Linked DNA regions of Sus scrofa: regions 2 and 3 are each linked to region 1. The links are chromatin contacts, called in public HiChIP or PLAC-seq maps. All regions are on one chromosome and are shown on one strand. Each heading gives the region's core, a stretch centred on a gene start, on an enhancer-like site or on the middle of the called end of the contact. The rest is flanking DNA. Distances are from core to core; before and after follow the strand shown.

The links. HiChIP or PLAC-seq counts read pairs in DNA pulled down with a chosen protein or histone mark.
Region 2: a contact with region 1 is called in an H3K27ac HiChIP or PLAC-seq map of alveolar macrophages. The contact joins two enhancer-like sites. A contact is called at or near these places in 1 of 47 Hi-C or Micro-C datasets (blood) and 2 of 2 datasets of contacts at active chromatin or transcription factors (alveolar macrophages and skeletal muscle).
Region 3: an H3K27ac HiChIP or PLAC-seq map of alveolar macrophages shows a contact between it and region 1. The contact joins two enhancer-like sites. A contact is called at or near these places in 2 of 47 Hi-C or Micro-C datasets (alveolar macrophages and embryonic fibroblasts) and 1 of 2 datasets of contacts at active chromatin or transcription factors (alveolar macrophages).

The regions. Positions count from the first base shown.
Region 1 is chr13:202,544,348-202,547,142 of Sscrofa11.1, reverse strand. No RefSeq gene overlaps it. Among named protein-coding and RNA genes, the nearest start is that of ETS2, 81 kb to the right of the region's middle. Within about 2 kb of position 1,397, at least 13 of the 83 cell types and tissues checked have an H3K27ac peak or open chromatin away from gene starts, as enhancers often do. A contact at or near this core is called in alveolar macrophages, where this site is marked.
Region 2 is chr13:202,710,715-202,713,453 of Sscrofa11.1, reverse strand. No RefSeq gene overlaps it. Among named protein-coding and RNA genes, the nearest start is that of PSMG1, 64 kb to the left of the region's middle. Within about 2 kb of position 1,318, at least 27 of the 83 cell types and tissues checked have an H3K27ac peak or open chromatin away from gene starts, as enhancers often do. A contact at or near this core is called in alveolar macrophages, where this site is marked.
Region 3 is chr13:202,374,353-202,377,401 of Sscrofa11.1, reverse strand. No RefSeq gene overlaps it. Among named protein-coding and RNA genes, the nearest start is that of ETS2, 88 kb to the left of the region's middle. Within about 2 kb of position 1,546, at least 33 of the 83 cell types and tissues checked have an H3K27ac peak or open chromatin away from gene starts, as enhancers often do. A contact at or near this core is called in alveolar macrophages, where this site is marked.

The sequences.
Region 1 (2,795 bases), core at 148-2,647:
AAGCTAAATGACTTCTCTGTAATGAGGCCCTCCTGCCTGATGGTGATCAGAGACCCAACTGCTTCTCAGCCAGGGTCCACAAAGGAGATGGAGGCTCTGGGTGGCAGCCTGCATGGAAGAATTTCTGCTGCATTAGCCAGCCCGGGCTGCCGAAACAAAGTACTGTACACCCGGGGCTTAAACAGCAGAAGGTTGTTGTCTTGTAATTCCGGAGGCTGCAAGTCTAGATCGAGGTGCTGGCGGTGGTTCCTCCCGAGGCCTCTCTCCTTGGCTTGTAGATGGTGTCTCCCCCTACCCACCCCCACTCCCCACCCCCGGTCCTCCCACGGTCATCCCTCTGAGTGCGTTTGTGTCCCCATATTAGGGACCAGTCCTATTGGATTAAGGCCCATGTGACTCCCTTTTATCTTCATTATCTCTTGTCAAGATCCCATCTCCAAATGCAGTCAGCTTCTGAGTTACCAAGGGTTAAGACTTCAGCATCTGAAGCTGAGGGGGACACGGTTCAGCCCATAGCACAGTGGTCTGGAATGATATTGCCGTTATCTATATCCACATAAAGATGCTTTCAGACACACCCCTGCTTACAATTTGGGCCCGTGTATAAAAGGCAGAAGAGCCCAGAAGTGGAAATCCGTGGTGCCAGGAAGTTCTGCCAGCTTGAAGCCCTGCATCCAGGTCCTTTTCACGGGGAGGACCTAGCGGGGTGTGTCCCAGCTGCTGGACGCTCTGAGCAGCCCCCAGCCCAGGGGTCTCTGCCTGCCCATGTCTATGGCCCTGGCCCACTCCGGGACTTCTCCTTCTGATGCTCAGCAAACCGCACTTCGCTGTCCACGAGGCACCCGTCAAACATTCGGAAAACCCACCCCACAGACTGAAATAGAAACTCATTTGTTTACCGGAGTGTGACAAAAGGAGGGAGGTATTTAATTTTGGAAGGAGCTGAGCCAGCTTTTTTATCGGTCTTTTTTTTTTTTTTTTTTTTGGCCATGCAGGCGGCACACAAAAATTTCAGGGGGCCAGGGATTGAACCCAAGCTACTGCAGTGACAAGTGACAGCGCCAGATCCTTAACCGCTGCACCACGGGGGAACTCCAGGGTTTTTTTTTTTTTTTTTCCTGGCACAAAATCCTGCCTAGTAAACTCCCAAAATGGGCTTCCTTCTTACCCACCCACCCACATTTTGGATGGGCTCATTCTCTGTGGTTAGGGGGCGCCATGTACACTGTGGGGTGTTGGCAGCATCTCTTCCCTTAGCATTTGATGCCAGGGGCACCTGCTCCACTTGTGCCAACCAAAAATGTCTCCAAACATGGCCAGGGTCTCCCGTGAGAAGGACTGATGTGAATAAACCGCAGAGAAAAACAGGAAGGGTGGAGGGCGTGGCCAGTGTCCTGGCTTTGCCCTCTTTGTTGAGACTACGATAAGCTGTGGGCAGTGTGTGGATAATGGCTTGGAATGTTTAAGGTGGAGGAGGGACCAGCAGAGAAGGTAAGTGTCCCCCTCAGCCGTGGTAAGGGGGACAGGAGGCCAGTTCTTTGGCTGTTGAATCAGACATCTCCTCCACTGGCCCCCTGGGTGGCTTGGGGCTGCAGGTGACAACAGAGGGACCTCAGAGAACAGGTGGCGTCTTCGCCCTCCTCCTTGTTACCGAGCAGGACCCCGCGAGGCCTCCCCAGAGTGGAGCCCCACTCATGTCCTCCACCTGCCTTTTTATAAAAAACTTTAGTCACAGAACCAATTTAATCAGAGAAGCAAAAAAAAAAAAAAACCCAAAAAAACAACAACAAAAAACAACAACAACAACAACAACAACAAAAACAGAGAAAAAAGAAACAGCAATAATAACTTAGCCATTCAACAAAGTCAAGGACCTTTGGTTCTTCTTCAAGGACCATAGATAATATTCTGAGCTGTGTCCTTGGGGCTATCTGGCAGGTGCTGAAGCACCCACCAGGTGGAAGAAGTTAACTGTGTGCTGCCCACAAGCACCTAGACCCCAGACCCACTGGAACCAGAAGGTTGATGACGTGGACGCCCAATGACCTCACCACCAGCCAATCAGGAAAGAGTCCATGAGCTGACCACGCCCTGCTCCCAAACACTATCAGACTCCTCACTGCCCCCTCCAAGGTGTGGGGGGGCACAGTCCTTGAGGCACTCGCCTGCTGTGCCCCCTCTTTGCCTGGCAGTTAAAGCTACTTTTTCGGTTTCCTCCAACTCTGTCCCTGCGTGTCTGTTTGGCGTTGGTGTACAGAGTGGCGGAGATTTCTGCCACCTCTTCTCCTAGGATACTCTGGGGGTGCTGCCCACATCTGTAAACTCTGCCCCCGGCACATGCCGCCCTCCCTCAGCTCGTCATGCATACTTCCGGACTCAGGGCCTTTGCACAGATGCTTCACCCTCACCCGAAGCTTTCCTCCTGTTTTTGCTCTCTGAGGTCTCAGCTTGGCTGTAGCTTCACCACCCATCTAAAACCACCCCCAGCCCTCCTGAGCACATTGCTTTGCTTTCTGTTCTTCACAGCCCTGTGTTTATCTGCAGAAGGAGATCTGGAGGCTCTCACTTGAAGCTTCGCCTGGGCTGCCCCTGCCGGCCTCCTGTCTTCTGGTTTTTTACAATCAACAGAGTTTGCAAAAGTTCAGGTCAAGCTCCGGCTGGCTGTTCTCCATTCCAGAGCAAGGGACGGCCCTCGGCTTCCCAACCCCATCCCTGGAGCACCAGAGCAGTCTTTTCCTAGCATGCTCTGGGGTCTGCTTGTTTATTTCTGTGCAAGACTCCAACCACCCCTGCCT
Region 2 (2,739 bases), core at 69-2,568, 170 kb before region 1:
AGACAAAAAAATGCAATTATTTAAGCTCATGAGGACCTGGGGAAGGAGGATTAGAACTTGGCCTCGTTCTTGAAAAAGCAGGTGGCTGGCCCCCAGAGAACCCCCTCGGAGGTTCCTTTGGAGGTTCTGGGGGACAAGGCACATCCAGTCCCTCGGAGGCTGTGTGACACTGGAGCTTAGGGATCTCACCGGCTAAGGCTCTCTGTGGCCTTGTGGTCTCTCTGCCCTCAGGCTGGGCCCGTGTGCCCACCTCCCAGGGCTTCTGTTTCTCCGTCCTGGGCTGCGGAAGAAAGCAGGTTGCCATGCGCCCTGGAGGACGAGGCATATTTAAGGTAAATGTGTCTTTGCTACTCTCTTTGGAAATGCGGTTGAGACGTCAGACCTGAGTAGATCAGAAGTTGTCCTCTTCACACACCTGAAACTTTCAGCAAGTTCAAAATCCCGGAGGGGCGGAGAAAACACGGGGCCGCCGCTGAGCAGCGTGTCTATCGATCCCACTCCTTTACTAAAACTTGGCCGCTGTCAGGCCATGGGGCTCAGCGGGCAGACATGCCCCTGCACCCCCATCCTGCCCTTGAAGCCACACCTTACCAGGGCCAGATGGCTCTTTGGAGACCCACCCACATTCTGAGGGCACTTGGGAAAATAAAATAGGAGCTCCTGTCATGGCGCAGCGGAAACGAATCCCACTAGGAACCATGAGGTTGCGGGTTCGATCCCTGGCCTCGCTCCGTGGATTAAGGATCTGATGTTACCGTTAGCTGTGGTGTAGGTCACAGACGTGGCTCAGATCTGGTGTTGCTGTGGCTGTGGCATAGACCAGCAGCCATAGGTCCAATTAGACCCCTAGCCTGGGGACCACGGGTGCGGCCCTAAAAAGCAAACAAACAAAGAAAAAAAAGCAAAAAAGGCAAAAAAGAAAAGAAAACAAAAGCCTCGTAGCGGATGCATTTGTCAAACAATGAAACTCCTCTGCTTCCCTCTGCATTTGCTCAGACTGGACTGACGTACTTTGAATACCAGGAAAAGGGGAACTCGTGTTCCTTGGTTTCCCCAAAGAGGAAGTGAAACAAACAAGCAAAACAATTCCATTCAAGAAAAAAAATAACCCGCAACCTGCTTATAGAAATATGACTTGGGCCTCCAGTCAACCAGGCGTCTAAAATAAGAACGGTCCTCAGTGTGGATTCTGAGAAGGCTTTTTAAGAATGGGATGAGGAAATGACGCGTCCCCCGGCTCCGTGGACGCAGGAATTGCCTCGGTCTTTGTGCTTGGAGATGACCCCCTGCCAGACTGCTTCTCCATCCAAGAGCCACCGCCCATGGCTGGAGAACTGCCCAAGGGCCACGGATGTTAAGAAAAAGCCGAGGAGAGTCCTGTAAGGGGCCGTGTGCTGTGTTTGTGCCTTCGAATGATCTCGGGGCTTAGCTTTTTCAGTTAATAAGATGACAGGCAACCAGCAATCTCTCTTGCTCTCAGCTCCTTGCAAAAAGGGTCGCCCTTTGCATGGGGCTCCTCACCTGCCAAGGGCCCCCTTCGCCTGGGGAGCCAGGAGTTCCTCAGTGGAGCTAAGTGGCCAGTTTCTACATACGGAGTGAGGAGGACGGGAGGGGCCAGGAGAGGTCACTCTTTGGCAGTTTCTTCCTCCCTTGATGACTCCCCAGTTTTCTCAGGGTCACCAGGAGAGGGGGCTACTTCCTCTGTGGTCACAGTGGCAGGTGCTTTGGGTAGTAGCTGCTCCCGTCAGCGGCCCCACCTCGCTGAAGGTTGGAGTTGGTTGTGGGGATGCAGTGGGTATCTTTGCGAAAGATGCTGTCTGCACGGGCCACTGCCCAGTCACCGTCAGGGTCTCCCGGTTACAGGTAGGGCTTAGGAGGGGACCATGTGGGCATGAGCGTCCTGCCCAGTGGGAGACGAGGATGCTGGGAAGGCGGAAGAGGCGGCCGGGAAGCACCTGCGGGCCCCTCGCCCTCCTCCCAGGTGTGCTTTCTCAACCACACATGGAATTCAAGGGTCCTGGACTTGCATGGGACAGATGGCTTCCCCATTTTCAGTACCTCCAGCCTTGGACCAAATTTGGCATCTCCACACATCCATTGTGGGGCCAGCACTCAGCAGCAGTGGTGGCAGGAGTTCCTGCCATGTTGTCTGGACAGAAACCCCAGGGAACTTCTCACCGCATTACAATTGCTTCAGAAATGTAGAAAGTAGAGAATTCCTGTCGTGGCGCAGCAGAAATGAATCCGACTAGGAACCATGAGGTTGCAGGTTCAATCTCTGGCCTTGCTCAGTGGGTTGAGGATCCGGCATTGCCCGTGAACTCTGGTGTAGGTCGCAGATGCGGCTCAGATCTCACGTTGCTGTGGCGTAGGTCAGCAGTTGTAGTTCCGATTAGACCCCTAGCCTGAGAACCTCCATATGCCTTGGGTATGGCCCTAAAAAGACAACAAAGACCAAAAAAAAAAAAAAAATAGAAATTGTATTCACTCTTCACCCCTTTGAAATGTTGGATGGGTATGTTAGACTCATGGCTGGCACTTGTTATCAAGTGAGCTAAGGAAGCACATCCATTTAAAAAATTTTAATTGGCATATAGTTGGTTTTCAATATTGTGTTCGTTTCAAGTGTGCAGCAAAGTGATTCGGTTATGTGAGTTCCCGCTGTGGCTTGGTGGGTTAAGAATCCGAGTGGTATTCACGAGTATGTGTATTTGATCCCTGACCTCACGCAGTAGGATA
Region 3 (3,049 bases), core at 297-2,796, 170 kb after region 1:
GAACACATTTGAGCAGCAGGCTTTCCTTCCATGTCTCTGCCTCCTTCTCCAAACTGCACAACAATAGATAACAACCCCACATCTGGATGCACCCTTGGGGGGCCACAGGAGAGTTGAGTTTGGGAGGAGAATCCAAGGGCACAGACATTCCAAGGGTGTTTCCTGGAAAAAAGGTCTTGGTTTTTCCTTCTTACAGAACCCAGCTCCTCCTGGAATGGAGGGCCCCTGTGGGTTGGAAAAAGAAGTTAGAGAAAATTTTTAAGGAACAAGGGACAAAGTGAAATAGAAAATTAGGAAATGATAGAGGATCTGGCTCTCTTTTCTGACTGCAAAATCTGTCTTGAACTTGCGAGTTTCTGGAAGAGGTGCGGGCTATTCCGCTCAATTTGTATCGTGGCTCAGCCTCCTCAAGAGTGGTTATTGCCCTGGAGGATGCTGGCCTTTTTTTTCATTCTTTTTTTTTTTTTTTTTTTATCATTATTCTTGCTTATTGCATCACTGTGAGCCACAGGCCTCTTTGCCCTTCCCTAGGTTTTCTAAGAATTGAAAGAAGTTTTTATAATTATGACATCAATTAGAGGTTATTCAGAAATTGGAAAGGAATCCAAATGTACACATCTCCGGATAGTTTAGTTTATTCTTATAAAGGGCAGGGATGCAGAAAATGCTTTGTTTATTGAGAAAATTCCAGGTTTGGGCAACATTCCATTTTAGAAGTCTTTTCTTGAAAAATATGCAGACTTAAGCTAAATGTACAATCCTAGCTTTTAGGAGCACTTCCTTCCTTAAATTGAACATTCGCCAGCTGCATAGATCACAACTACGGCTGGGATCTGATCCCTGGCCCAGTAACTTCATATGCCACGGGGTGGCCAAAATTTTTTTTTTTAAAAGCGCTTCTGCCTATGTGGCTCTTTTTTCAGGTTTATTTAAATAGAGACGAGAATTAACTGTATTTCAACAGTGATCAGAAAGACAGATTTTTTTTACTTGCAAAAGACAATCATAATTATGTAAGGTAATAAGTCACAGGAAAAATTATCCCCTTGAGTTCATTTGCATATGAAAGGCACACACATTCATTTGAAAAGGCCTCTCATTACACTTGAAAGGCAGAAATGGGGGTTAATGCTAAAATACTGAATTCTAATGACGCTCTCTCCGGCTTTTGTTCCTGGCTTTTACTGCACAGCGGGCCCCAGGCCGCACGCTGGGCCAGAAGCAAGCCAAGCCTCTTACTCCCAAGTCAGGGCCTGGCATTCCTGCCGCCAAGGGGCAGTCGTTTTCATGCAAGCGGTTTCTTTTCCCGCCGCTGCCCCAGCCGCTGGGCTAGGTCCTGGCTGCTCTGGCGTCTCCTTGTATCCAATTGCCAGGTCTCCCTCTGAAGCGCCCACTCAACGTGGGCCCTTTTATTCTCCTTTTTGCAGAGTCCTGTCTTCGCAGCAGCGGAGGCTCACCCAGCATGGCTTCCAGATGCTTCTCCCTTTCGCCCCATCGAGACGTTTCTCACCATCTCAAGTCCGCACCTTCAGGATGCCAGTTTAGAAGCACCATTTGCCTCGCGCGCCACCGTCTGGCCTAAAGGGGAACGACCTCTGCCCGTGGCTGAGGATCAGCTTTGAAAAGGGCTAATGTGGCATTTCTAGTTTTTGTCCAATATCTGTCCTTACCCATTTTCTGTAAAGTGACTGTGATGGATATTCTCGCTTACTAATGAAGGCAGTTTTCCTCTATACATTCCTCTTGCAATAGTTTGGGTTTAGAGATACTGAAATAAGAACCTATACCGTCAACTAAAAATCATATAAATTGCATCATTTATAAAGCAATTTGTGGGCAGGATACAATATGCTTTGGTGTCTTAAAAATGCAGTAACACAATCATGCAGGCAATACTCTTTTCTCACCCATAGTCTCATAGATTGTGTCTACGGCAGGGTAGGTATAAAGGGAAATAGTTCACCCTTCCCGTGGCTCCTGGCATCCCAGCTCCTTGGTGGCCAGGTCACAGTGCTGATTCTACAGACCCAGGTTCCAGAATGAACTGGATTGGAAGGTTTTAAAAAGTGTGTACACCGGATGGCATGTGTGTTTGTGTGTGTGTGCACATGCTTTGTGAGCTGACCCCCTGGGCTGCTAAAAGGAAATTTAGGAATTCTATTTATACTTTTTTTTAATCTCATACTTCAACATTTACATTTTATAATGTACATAAACTTATTAGAACAGTTGTCCTATATCATTTACAAATTAGTATTTTAATTTGGGGGAGGGTCTTTTTTTAGGGGCACACCCATGGGCACATGGAGATTCCCAGGCTAGGGGTCAAATCTGAGCTGCAGTCACCGCCCTATGCCCACAGCCACAGCAACATCAGATCTTAGCCGTGTCTGCAGCCTACATCACAGCCCATGGTAACACAGGATCCCCAACCCACTGAGCAAAGCCAGGGATTGAACCTGCATCCTCATGGATGTTAGTCAGATTTGTTTCGGCCGAGCCACAACAGGAACTCCACAAATTAGTATTTTAAAAGGTATTAAGCACAGCAAAGAAAATCATGGACTTGGAGAATAGACTTGTGGTTGCCAAGGGGAAGGGGGAGGGAGGGGGGTGGTTGGGGAGCTTGGGGTTAATTGATGCAGACTGTTGCCTTTGGAATGGATGAGCAATGAGATCCTGCTGTGTAGCCCTGGGAACTATGTCTAGTCACTTAGGATGGAGCCTGATAATGTGAGAAAATAGAATGTGTACATGTATGTGTAACTCAGTCACCATGCTATACAGTAGAAAAAAAAATGTATTGGGGAAATTAAAAAAATTAAAAGATATTAAAAATACAGAGTAAGAAATGCTTAATTGGAGTTTCCATTGTGGCTCAGGAGGTTAAGAACCTGACATAGTGTCCTTGAGGATGTGGGTTCGATCCCTGGCCTCGATCAGTGGCTGAAGAATCCAGCACTGCCGCAAGCTGCAGCATAGGCCACGGATGCAGCTCTGAGCCAGCGTTGCTGTGGCTGTGATGTAAGCCTCAGCTGCAGCTCCACGT